Linked DNA regions of Pan troglodytes: region 2 is linked to region 1. The links are chromatin contacts, called in public HiChIP or PLAC-seq maps. All regions are on one chromosome and are shown on one strand. The core of a region is the stretch at or near the end of the contact, and the rest is flanking DNA. Distances in the headings are between cores, read along the strand shown.

What was found. HiChIP or PLAC-seq counts read pairs in DNA pulled down with a chosen protein or histone mark.
Region 2: an H3K4me3 HiChIP or PLAC-seq map of stem cell-derived excitatory neurons shows a contact between it and region 1, with 5 times the contacts expected there. The contact joins the promoter of PPM1G here to the promoter of CCDC121 in region 1. A contact is called at or near these places in 1 of 7 Hi-C or Micro-C datasets (stem cell-derived neural progenitor cells) and 1 of 1 datasets of contacts at active chromatin or transcription factors (stem cell-derived excitatory neurons).

The regions. Positions count from the first base shown.
Region 1 is chr12:95,227,687-95,234,175 of NHGRI_mPanTro3-v2.0_pri, forward strand. CCDC121 (coiled-coil domain containing 121) reads left to right here and starts at 3,334. Exons shown (of 2, transcript XM_009442208.4): 1 at 3,334-4,027; 2 at 4,493-6,489. The coding sequence starts at 3,654. The coding sequence ends at 5,447. GPN1 (GPN-loop GTPase 1) reads right to left here and starts at 3,495. Exons shown (of 14, transcript XM_525723.8): 1 at 3,247-3,495; 2 at 2,458-2,551; 3 at 1,340-1,379; 4 at 506-572. The coding sequence starts at 3,495.
Region 2 is chr12:95,441,573-95,448,061 of NHGRI_mPanTro3-v2.0_pri, forward strand. PPM1G (protein phosphatase, Mg2+/Mn2+ dependent 1G) reads left to right here and starts at 3,356. Exons shown (of 10, transcript NM_001246455.1): 1 at 3,356-3,513. The coding sequence starts at 3,394. It also overlaps a transcript of NRBP1 not described here.

The DNA of each region.
Region 1 (6,489 bases), core at 2,084-4,583:
AGAAGCTGAAGACTTTGATCTGTCAATGTCAAGTCGTATCTCTTGTCAAAATGTTAACAGCCTGTCTCATGGCCTAACATCAGAGTATAAAAACCAGTGATTATAAAACACTCTTATGGAAGTAGGTGACAAAGAAAACCTAAAGAATGACAAATATTTATCACAAGTGAAATGCCCCATCATCTTTCCATTCCATGACTGCTAGTCCATCCCACTCCCAAATACCCCCATCCCAGCTTCGGGGTAATACCACAGGCAAAGAACAGGTCAAGAAAATAACCCAGGTCTTTTGGATTTTTATTAGCTGTCACAAATATTAAATTTGAAGTGTCTGACCATACTGATCACCTTCTCATAGTCTACTTCTCTGTCTGACAAAATGCCTACTTATTTTCTATATTTATGCTCACGTTTGCTGCTCTTCTTTACCAATGTGATCAAGCTAAGGAATTTAAGAGTCACAGATTTTTACACAACCATATTAATATACTAAAGACAGATATACCTGATCAAATCTGGTAGCAAAGAGATTGAGTGAGGTCACTATGCCGCCATTGGGTCCAAGTCCATATCTAGACACCAAGTTGAGGACTGAAATCGCTTATAGATTAGATTATAAAGTTCATACCTAGGCTATCATTCACACAAACAGCATTATGAAATTAGTGTTCCATTAATGGATACTGGCAACCTAATCCTTGACTACCATACAAACTTAACCACACAGGGAAACAGTCATTATCAAGGTCTGGCTCACTCATTTGATTTTAGGAATGGTCAGGCAAAATGAAGAAAACAAAGTGACCAAAATGTAATACAGGTGCATCAGGCAGTGACAGCCCACTGGCATTGGTCATTAAAGCCACCTGTATAACACCTCCGGCTCTGATCCTCATAAATAAATCAAGCAATCTGCTGATTATGATTAGTCTTCCTACTTAGACTTGCCTACGGAGAGAGTACACATTTCATACAGCAATTTACTAAGAGTTAATCCAACTAAACTCACTCATTTCTGAGTTTCCCAGTCTAAAGAGGTGGTGACCAACAGATGATCCTCCAAGGCAAAATACTACCTTGTGGGACCCAGGTAGCTGTCAGTTATCCTATCATACTCTCTGCTCTTTAATTACAACAGCCTGCCATCTGGGGAGATGGTAAGAAAACTAAAATCTCAAGCTGAAATAGTATTTCTGATCACCTACCTCTCCCACAATCAGCTTCCATCCTTTTGCTTGTATATTTCACAAGGAAAAGGCAAAAACACTCTTTTAAGCCACAAAATACACAGACAAGAAGCCAGGAATGAGTCAAGACCAAAGTAGATGGAAAAGGATACTGTTTCATTACTTCTTTATACTTTACAGTGTCACGAATATCTGAGGAGAAAAAAAAAGAATTAACTGGAATGTAATACATACACATTCCCTACCACCAGGAAAGTAAAACTGGCCTTCTAGCCTTCTCCTGTCAGCATTCTCTTCTACCACCTCCACTTTCACACTGGTTTCCTTCCTTACAAAGAATAAATGCCAAGTAAATCATGAAGAATGTTAGGCCTAGGAGCTCTAAAGTTGTGGCAAAGAGTTTTGTCTCCACAAAGTGCAAAGTTTCATGCAACTTAAACATGCCTAGAAAAAGGGAGGCAAAAATCAAGGGGGAAAAAAATGCTTCTTACTAATTGCCTATTACTGACAAAGGCAACGCAACGGCAATGCAGACATGATTTTTTAAAAGGAGTTAGGCTGGGCACAGTGGCTCACACCTATAATCCCAGCACTTTGGGAGGCCAAGGCAGGAGGATTACTTGAGCCCAGGAGTTCAAGACCAGCCTGGGCAACATAGAGAGGCCTTGTCTCTCCAAACAAAACAAAACTAGCCCAGCATAGTGGCAGGAGGCTGAGGTGGGAGGATCACTTGAGCCTGGGATGTTGAGGCTGCAGTGACCTGTGAATCACGCCACTGCACTCTGGCCTGGGTGACAGCGACTCTGTCTAAAAAAAAAAAAAAAAAAAAAAAAAAACCTAAGCTGTTTAGGAACGCAAGCAAATCCAAAGGAAATGAAAGTAGATAGTTTAGAAAACATGAAAAAAGAAGGCACTGAAGACTGGTAGGCTGGAGGCTTTACAGAGTCTCACTCTATTGACCAGGCTGGAGTGCAGTGGCACGATCTTGGCTCCCTGCAACCTCTGCCACCTGGGTTCAAGCAATTCTCCTGCCTCAGCCTCCCGAGTAGCTGGAATTACAGGTGCCTGCCACCGTGCCTGGCTAATTTTTTGTATTTTTAGTAGAAATGGGGTTTCACCATCTTGGCCAGGCTGGTCTTGAAATCCTGACCTCGTGATCTACCTGCCTCGGCCTCCCAAAGTGCTGAGATTACAGCCGTGAGCCACCACGCCTGGCCTTTTCCATTCTCTTTAAAGCACTGCACACAAGTTATGTTACTGGTTTACTCACCAATATTGGCAGGAAAGGGAACTTCATGTACTGCTGGATCCAGGTTGATCACATACGGTGGAGTGCCTTGGGCATGCAGGTGTCCTGTGAGCCTCTGCAGAGATATGGGGAGAGGGTTGGAAGGAGACAAAGAGGGGACAAGAGAGAACTTCCATTCCTTTAACACCCATGCCTTAAGAATATTGCACTTAGATTTTCTTCTACCTGAAATATCCACCATGTCCACCTCCAAGATACAACTCTCAGTTCAAATGCTACCTTTCTTCATCACCCATCTAACAAAGCTTCCCCTACTCGTAGTCACTTGTTTACTTGTTTTGATTCTTCGTATGTGGGTTTTCTCTATCTCCTCCATTAAATATTTGGCCCCATGAATGAATCTTGTCAACCTCATTTTCGCTATATCCCCAGTGAATGGAACATGACAGGCGTGCAAGAAATATTTGGCAAATCTTCACCAAAACCTGTGTGCTAGCACTGTATTAATCTTTAAAGTTACTTGTAACTTGCCTCCGAGAAACGCAATTTTATCAGCAAGACAATTCCTGTACAACGTGGTAAGCTGGACCGAGTATGCCCTGAAGGTGCGCAGAAGAGAGCCTTAATTAACCTGGCTAGGGCCCGAGGAGGCTTTGCCGGGGAAGGAACTAAAGTTGATGGGAAGCCCCCGAAAGCCATGCGCCGGTACCCTCCAAATCCTGGAAGACCTCCCTCCCTTTCTTCCTGGCCTTCCGCCTGCCGGAGGCAACCTTTTGCGCTCCCCTACTACACCCATGCTGTGTACGTCACCTGTACAAAAGTGGTTTTCCCGGATCCCGCCATTCCCAACACCAACAGACACACTGGGTGCTGCGGACCCCCAGAAGCCTGGGGCTCAGCGGCAGCTGCGGACGCCGCCATCTTCCTCCTGGCCCCACCCACCCGACCATAGAGACACCGCATGGGTAGAGAAACTTCCGCAATGTTCTGGGCTGCGAACGAAAACCACCACAGCGTCAGAAAGGAGCGGGTGAAGGGGCGCGGCGGTTGCCAGGGCATCTTCTTAGCGTCGGGCAGGGCTGGTGAGTCAACTAGTGACAGTGGCGAGGAAGTGGGGGCGCTGAGCAAGCGAGAGGAAGGCTGAAGGGAGCTAGGAAAAGGGCGCTGATCTCTGCAGCCTGGGAGGGCTTTTGTCTCCCGGAGGAAGGCCAGAAGAGATGGGGTCCCGAGGGCAGGGCTCACACAGCAAGGAAACGAGGAGCATGCCTGTCATTTTGAGCCCACAGAGAACGGGGAGCGGAGCCACTGGAGGACCGGCTGCTCGGGCTTATTCGGTAGCCGAGGCGGTTAAACAGTTCAGGGCTGGACCAGCCGGGACTGGAGCAGGGTGCAGTCTCCAGGGTTGCTGGGCAGCACCGAGACCCTTTGAGCACCGAAAGAATAAACTACGGGAGCTTTCCACACTTGCACATTGTTGCCGCGAGTTGCAGACGCAGGTTCCTGATGCTAGCGCTCATTCCTTGGCAGTCACCCTCAGTGAACTACACAGTTGCCGTGACCTTCAGGATGAATGCTTGGATTCCAGGTGCAAGTAGGTACTGGAGGGGAGCTTCCTCGTCACTGAAGGTCCCTCAGAAACTCAGGAAAGATGATGAAAGAGCCTAGAAAATTATTTCTACTCCTGACCAACCAGTCTGTTTCTGTGACCCTTTGTAGCTGCGAACAGTGTTCAGTAAGTCATAAGATCTGGCTTTAATACCCAGGCTCTGCCACTTGCTAGTGGTGTGAGTCATGGGCAAGTCACTTAAACTCTCTGAACCTGTTTTCTCCTTTTTTAAAACTGAGGTAATACCTCCCAGGGTTGTAGTGAATGCACGTTGTAAATGACGAGCTACATTCCTCATCCTTTACCACTAGCTGGATTCCCCACACCTTGCATAATGTCTGGAACATTCTGGTGCTCAGAAATATTCTCTTGTATGAATGAAGGACAGTTGTGCACTTACTTCCTAAAGTTTCATTAACTGACAGAGGAATGTCTCGTTTGTTCTTTCAGGTTTGCTGAGGGCCCCAGAAGGCTCCTTCCACCGTATCATAGTCTAATAAATAATTTTGTCAAGCCAGAGAAGCTAACAAAGGTAGAGACAAGGCTTAAAGAAAAGATAGTGGCGGAAATGACGGATCTGAACAAGCATATAAAACAAGCTCAAACCCAGCGGAAACAGCTACTGGAGGAATCCAGGGAGCTACACCGAGAAAAGTTACTTGTCCAGGCTGAAAACAGATTCTTTCTGGAATACCTGACTAACAAAACTGAAGAGTACACAGAGCAACCTGAGAAGGTATGGAACAGCTATTTACAAAAAAGTGGAGAGATTGAACGAAGAAGACAAGAATCAGCCTCCAGATATGCAGAACAAATTTCAGTGCTTAAAACAGCGCTCTTGCAAAAGGAAAATATCCAATCCAGTTTGAAGCGGAAGTTGCAGGCAATGAGGGACATTGCTATATTAAAGGAAAAGCAGGAGAAAGAAATACAGACATTACAGGAGGAGACAAATAAAGTCCAAGCTGAGACAGCTTCAAAGACTCGGGAAGTACAGGCCCAGCTCCTCCAGGAGAAAAGATTACTGGAGAAACAACTGAGCGAGCCAGACAGGAGGCTACTGGGAAAGAGAAAAAGAAGAGAGCTTAATATGAAGGCCCAGGCCTTGAAGTTGGCAGCAAAGCGGTTTATTTTTGAATACTCCTGTGGCATCAACAGAGAGAACCAGCAGTTCAAGAAGGAATTACTGCAGCTAATTGAGCAAGCCCAGAAACTAACGGCTACTCAAAACCACTTAGAAAACAGGAAGCAGCAGCTGCAGCAGGAACAGTGGTATCTGGAGTCCTTAATCCAGGCGAGGCAGAGACTGCAAGGAAGTCATAATCAGTGCCTAAATAGACAGGATGTTCCAAAGACCACACCCAGTCTTCCCCAAGGCACCAAATCAAGGATTAATCCAAAGTAACTTCTAAAATAACACTGATTAAATAAGAACTGGAGCAAGTACTCTTAAGTGCTACATTAACCTGGTTAGAAAGGCTTTTGGATTCCAGATTGCTATTGTAAAATCTCCATCATGATGTGTTGGAGTGAAGGATTAGATGGTTTTATCCAACAGTCCTACTAGATATTTGGTAACCAGCTTCCCTTAACTAGCTTTTTCTTTAAATACTCTTGTTAATAAGCTATTCCACAAACCTCCAGTTAACCTAACACATGACCCTAACCTAGCCATTTACATCAAACTAGCTAAAGGAAACCAACCTAAGGAAGTGAAAACAGTTGTGATTTATTTCATCTAGCTAAATTGTATTTCTTTATAGAGAAAGTACCTTTAAGGATAGCATTCCAAATAGACTTCAAATAGCGTTCTGCTCAGTAAATAACCAGTATCAGTTTATCCTCATTCCTTTTGACCAACTTAGCAGACAAAAGCAGTTTTTACAAGCTCTTTGTGAGTTTGTGCCAGTGACCAGGTAGCTCCTAGTTTTCTCATGAGTGAAAAAGCATTCTGATAACAGCAAGTCCAGTAAGTGCTAGGCAGAGTGACCTTTCATCTGATGCTAAGCCCCTACAAGTTTAATTGAGAAGGTAAGAAAAGATGAAGGAGACATATATTAGGTCATCTCTTACTTTTGAAAATGTTTTATTTGAAGAAACACCTGTGGCATTGAGGTGACTGAATGCCTCCACTTATTTCAGGAAAACGTATCCAAAAAAAGTTGAAATATTTGGACAACTTTTTTTTTAAGTGCCATCGATTTCCCTAGCAGCATTCTAAAAGATAGCAAGTAAAATGATGTTTGTTATCCTAAATGCTTTAGTTTTAGGTCATTTATTAATTTTCTTACAGGTGCACTTTCTAGTACATGAAGTATCCTTTGTAATTAATGTGTGCCATATGTTTATTCCCATTTAGTATAACTATAAATTATATTTTAAATTATATATTTTTAGGATAGTTATATTTTTGGGGGGTTCTACGACATTGAAGTTGGACTAGTGAT
Region 2 (6,489 bases), core at 2,106-4,605, 210 kb after region 1:
ATGTGGCTTCCATTCCATATTTAGCGTGTATGTATGGACACTTAAACAGCAGTCTTTTGTTGAATAATATACAACATTTATGGATAACTCAGCACTTTACATTCAATTCCTCTTATCCTTAAAGCAGTCTTGAAGAGTAGATGCTGTATGTCTGTCTTGCAGATGAACTTAGCCTGAGAGGGAATAAGTAACTTGTGAAAGATCTCATAGGTAATACGTGGCAAAATTCATGCTCTTTAAACAATGTCACATTCCATTCTTAGGAAAAAACAAAGGCCAAAAAGAAAAAAAAGAAAGAAAGAAAGAAAAAAAAGAAGGCGGGCATAGTGGCACATGTCTGTGGTCCTGGCTATTTGGGAGGCTAAAGTGGAAGGATTGCTTGAGCCCAGAAGTTCAAGACCAGCCTCAGCAACATAGCAAGACCTCATTTCTTAGAAGAAGGAGGAAGAGGAGGAGCAGAAGGAGAAGAAAGAAGAGGCTGAGTAATTTTTGTTGTTGCTGTTTTGTTCATTTGTTTGTTTTTTGAGACAGGGTCTCACTCTGTCGCCCAGGCTGGAGTGCAGTGACACCATCTCAGCTCACTGCAACCAAGGCTGAGTAATTTTATAGGCTCCCTCTACGCTGCTTTGGTCAGAGATCTCATCTAGGTTCCTGGCAACCTGCAAGCCTAATTAACATCTTTTCCACTCTCATGGCTTAACTCCAATCTAATATTTTCAATGTTTTTATATTAGTTGTCACCCTAAACTGAACCACTGTTTTCCCCCCAAAACTAGCATCCCCTCAAACTGCACCTTTTTCTGTTAATGGCTCCACCACATTTTGTTATGCAGAGTCAAAATCTTGGTGTTATTCATTCATTCAACAAATATTTAAATATTATTCAGCACATACAACTTTGCAAGGGATGCTGGAAAACACAATGGTAAGTTTAATGGAACTTCTGCCTTCATAAAGGCTTATATTCTATCAGGAAAGACAAACAAGTGTGGACCCAAACTAGTATAGTGATAGTAGAGATTTCCTGGAGAAAGTGATGGTCAAGAGGGGTGTGGAGAGGTGTGCTCCATGGGTAAAAGTGTAAGAGAAAGCATGGCTTTAGATGCACCCAAACACATTGCTGAAGCAGAGTTGTAGGAGAAATGGAGAGTTAAAGAGAGGCATACGTGAATCTGGATGATTAGCATGAAGGGTCTTGTAAACTATAAGGAATTTGGACTATCTGAAGAGCATGAAGAAGCCATGATTAGTTTTATCTTTTTAAAGAATCTTTTTTTTTTTTTGAGACGGAGTTGCTCTGTCACCCAGGGTGGAGTGCAGTGGCGCCATCTTGGTTCACTGCAACCTCCGCCTCTGGGGTTCAAGCTATTCTCCTGCCTTAGCCTCCCAAGTAGCTGGGATTACAGGAGCGCACCACTACGCCTGGCTAATTTTTGTATTTTTAGTAGAGACGGGTTTCACATGTTGGCCAGGCTGGTCTCGAACTTCTGGCCTCAAGTGATCCACCACCCCCCTTGGCCTCCCAAAGTGCTGGGATTACAAGTGTGAGCCACTGTGCCCGGCCGAAAAGAATCAATTTTGTCACAGTTTGGAGAATTTCTCCTTTTCTCTCCATCCCTTGAATGCAATTTATTACCAAATCTGTCTTATTTGTTATTGTCTAATTTGTCCTTTCATCTGGATTCCCATTGCCACCCTGCGTGGTACCACCTTACTCCCAGCTCTTCTCATCTCCTGCTTAGAGTAAGAGCTCTCTAACTAGTAGCAGTGCCCCAGGCCAGGCGCGGTGGCTCACGCCTGTAATCCCAGCACTTTGGGAGGCTGAGGCGGGTAGATCACGAGGTCAGGAGTTCGAGACCAGCCTGGCCAACATGGTGAAACCCCGTCTCTACTAAAAATACAAAAATTAGCCAGGCGTGGAATCCTAGCTACTCGGGAGGCTGAGGCAGGAGAATCGCTTGAACCCGGGAGGCGGAGGTTGCAGTGAGCCAAGATAGCGCCACTGCACTGCAGCCTGGGCAACAAGAGCGAAACTCTGTCTTAAAAAAAAAACAATAGTAGGCGGGGTGCGGTGGCTCACGCCTGTAATCCCAACACTTTGGGAGGCCGAGGCGGGAGGATCACGAGGTCAGGATATGGAGACCATCCTGGCTAACACGGTGAAACCTCGTCTCTACTAAAAATACAAAAAATTAGCCAGGCGTGGTGGCGGGCGCCTGTAGTCCCAGCTACTCGGGAGGCTGAGGCAGGAGAATGGCGTGAACCCGGGAGGCGGAGCTTGTAGCCTGGGCGACAGAGCGAGACTCTGTCTCAAAAACAAACAAAAAACAACAACACAACAGTGCCCCAGACTCTCTCCCTCCAATGTACACTGCATACAAAGACTAGACAAACGATGCCAAAGGTTACACCAGGACGACAATGAAGTCCAAGTCACTCATCTTGGCGCTTCTTTTTATCAAGCTAGCTAGTTAATATTACCACTTACAATCATTCTCCGAGTCCAGCCAGCTTCCTCAGAAATCCTCCCCAAATGCAGTTCACATTCTTCCCTCACTCCTCCAACCCTTATAACATTATTCCCTTTTCCTGTGGCATAATGCAATCCAGAGGCATCCTCTCTGAGAGCCTACATCCTTTCAATCCTCCAAGAAACAGCTCCTCCTCCCATCCTTGAGCTTTTCCCACCCAGAATAGGCTGTACCAAACATTTCTACATTGTATTAACTCGAATTATATCACAGATCGAGGTCTTCGCTTTCAGAAAAGACTCACATTCTTCTCATATATGCCTCGCAGGGCCTGGCCAAGTACTTCCTAAGCTCGGAACAAATACTGGTCAACTTTAATTGAACCAAATCGGGCGGGGTTTGCGGAGTCTGAGAGTGCAATGTTGGGGAGAGGGGGATGAAAACACTGGAGGACGGGCTGAAAGCGTCGAGTCCGACACAAAAGAGGCGTCAGACAAAACGCCAAGAGGCTGGGGACTGGGAACGAAGGAAGAGGTGCTGCCAGAGGCGACCTGCCACCTGCGCGAGGCAGCGGAGTAGGACGGCGGCCGTTGGTGGGCGTGGTCGCGCTAGTCTCGCGGGAGCGGCCGTTGGGCGGGCCGTTGTCCCTGCGGGCGGGGCGAGTTGCTAAGGAAATGACTGCCCGCAGCGCCTGGCCCCGCCGCGCCGGCCGGGCGGGGTCTGGAGCGGCGCCGTTTCCGCTTCCGCTCCCTCACAGCTCCCGTCCCGTTACCGCCTCCTGGCCGGCCTCGCGCCTTTCACCGGCACCTTGCGTCGGTCGCGCCGCGGGGCCTGCTCCTGCCGCGCGCACCCCCGGGGCTTCGGCTCCGGCACGGGTCGCGCCCAGCTTTCCTGCACCTGAGGCCGCCGGCCAGCCGCCGCCATGGGTGCCTACCTCTCCCAGCCCAACACGGTGAAGTGCTCCGGGGACGGGGTCGGCGCCCCGCGCCTGCCGCTGCCCTACGGCTTCTCCGCCATGCAAGGCTGGCGCGTCTCCATGGAGGTGAGGAGGCAGGGGCCAATAGGCTGGCCGCTGCGGGGCGGGAATCTGACGGAGAAAGGGAGCGGGGGATGGGGTCCTCCCCTGGGAAGGGTCCCAATTGGGAGCCTGCGGCCGCAGCGGCCGTTTGCGGGGCGACAGAGACCGCGGGGTCAGGGCCGAGAGGGAGCTCCCGATGCTTGGGGACCGTGTGCCGGTGGCCAGTGGCGGCGAGGGCTCGGCCATGTGGGAAGAGGCACCTTCCGCCCACTGACCGCCCTCTCCCCGAGCTTTGGCGCCATCCTCTCGTGCCAACCTAGCCCTCCAGGCTCATCAACGGTGTGAGGTTTAGTGTGGGAGTAAAGACGCAAATAGGGGCTATTTATTCATTTGTTTTTCAAGGGAGAGGTGAATAGATATGAATAACTTTTTAAATTTTAATATTTAAAATATGTGATGTGGGAAGCCTCTTTTGGCTAGGAGTTTGACAGTGAAAGGAACCCCGGGCAGAGTCTGTTTCACATTTTGGTTGCCTGGCCTTGGGCTCTTGCATGTTAATTTCAGAGGCTGGACCCGACCTCCAGGAGTTGTCACTCATTTGCACTCTTTTCAGGGCCTTTTACTAACTTCGGAAAACTTGAATTATGTCAGTCCCTAGATTTTCCTTTTTATTATGCTTCGTTTTCTTTCTCTCTTAGGATTTCTCTAAAACTTAATCAGTAATTCTCATTTGCCTGTAATTGTAGTTTATAGTTTCTTTGATTGTAAGTCATTTCATCAATTTTTTTCATTACAACCTACCTACAAAGGGCTTTTCTAGAAAATTTTACTCTGGACAAAAGGGGAAAGGAAAAATATTGGGGGGAAAGTAGTAGTATTAGGTAAAACTTGATGTGAAACTACAAAAGAGAAGAGGGAAAACTGCGGTAGGGATGAAAGGGAGGAAGACGGGTTAACCGTGTCTTTGTGAAGAGCATTCTGAAGTCTAGGCAAAAGGGTCTGGTATTGTGTTTCTCCACCTACCGGGTGGGCTTCAGGTAACAGCGAAATACTGTCTCCCTTGGGAATTGTTTCAGATCCCTCGCTCCTCCCTGTGGTTAGCTCTGGAATGACAGTATGAACTTAAATGTTTTGTTTTCCGATTCAAATTTTATATTCATAACTGACCTTAATAACAATTTTATAATTAGGTATAAAATTTCAAGATTGGAGTGGATCCTATAGTTCATCTCATCTGCTTTGGCTCCTTTTTTTTTTTTTTTTTTTTTTTTTTTTTTTTTTTGAGACAGAATTTCGCTCTTGTTGCCCAGGCTGGAATGCAATGGCGCGATCTCGGCTCACCGCAACCTCCGGCTCCCAGGTTCGAGCAATTCTCCTGCCTCAGCCTCCCCAGTAGTTGGGATTACAGGCATGTGCCACCACGCCTGGCTTATTTTGTATTTTTAGTAGAGACAGGGTTTCTTCCTGTGGGTCAGGCTGGTGTTGAACTCCTGACTTAGGTGATCTGCCTGCCTCGATCTCCCAAAGTGCTAGGATTACAGGCATGAACCACCACACCCTGCGGCTCCCACATTTTATAGCTAAGAAATTGAGGCCCAGAAAGGTTAGGACACTGTTTTGGTGGAAAGAATTTGTAGGATCAGATCGTTGAAGACACTAGACATTGTTAATCATCTGTGTCAAACTGAAGCATAGCATTCATATTTCACCACCATACACAGTATAACTATTTGGTAGATGTAATTGTCTATTAGAAATATCTAGGCTGGGCGCAGTGGCTCACGTCTGTAATCCCAGCATTTTGGGAGGCTGAGGCAGGCAGATCACCTGAGCTCAGGAGTTCGAGACCAGCCTGGGCAACATGGCAAAAACCCTGTCTCTACAAAAAATACAAAAAAATTAGCTGGGCATGGTGGCACCCACCTGTAGTCCCAGTTACTTGGGAGGCTGAGATAGAAAATCACTTTGAGCCTGAGAGGCAGAGCCTCCTTCATTGAGCCAAGATTGCCCCTCTGCACTCCAATCTGGGCGACAGTGCGAGACGCTGTCTCAAAAAATAAATGAATAGGCCAGGCGTGGTGGCTCACGCCTGTAATCCTAACACTTTGGGAGGCTGCGGCGGGCGGATTGCCTGAGCTTAGGAGTTCGAGACCAGCCTGGACAACATGAAGAAACCCCGTCTTTATTAAAATACAAAAAATTAGCTGAATGTGGTGGTGCGTGCCTATAATCATAGCTACTTGGAAGGCTGAGGCAGGAGAATCGCTTGAATCCCAGAGGCGGAGGTTGCAGTGAGCCAAGATGGTGCCACTGTACTCCAGCCTGGGCGACAGAGTGAGACACTGTCTCAAAAAAAAAAAAAAAAAAGAATAAATAAATAAATTTGGATATAGTTTCATAGGAAAGTCTTTTTGTAAAGTAGGTAGTCAAGAAGTTCCATTTCCATGGCATTTTCTGTTAACGTTGTGAGATTTGAGGTGAATATTCCATCTCGCAGTAAAACGTTTCTTCCAGGTTTCTCATTTAATATTTTTCACTTCTCTGCTGTTGCTTTTTCATTTCTTTGGTACCCTTCTTTCTACTTTTACTTACGGATTGAGTTGCTTGGCTACTCAGTGTTTCACGTTGGTTTGCCCAGTGATTCCATACTATTTGCTGCTTCTCTGTAGGGCATTTCCCTTTATTTTTGGTTTCTCCTCAATTAGAAAATGATTTTTTTGTCAGGGACGGTTTAGTGTGTAGAGATCTTACTAGACTATTCCTTACATCCTAATCTTCCTCCTGAGAGATAACTGCTTAGGGTATTAAAATCTTGCTAATGTGCTGTTTCTGAAGTTGCCCTTGTTTGAATAAATATGCCTAATCAATAGTTAAATATGCCTAATCAAATCCTCTTGAAGAGTATTGTTTGGGATCCTATTCTGCTTCACTGATAGTGTTCCTTCTGGCTTTTTTTTCTCTTCAAAGTGTAGCATAGTTTCTTTGCTATTGCAAGAAAGT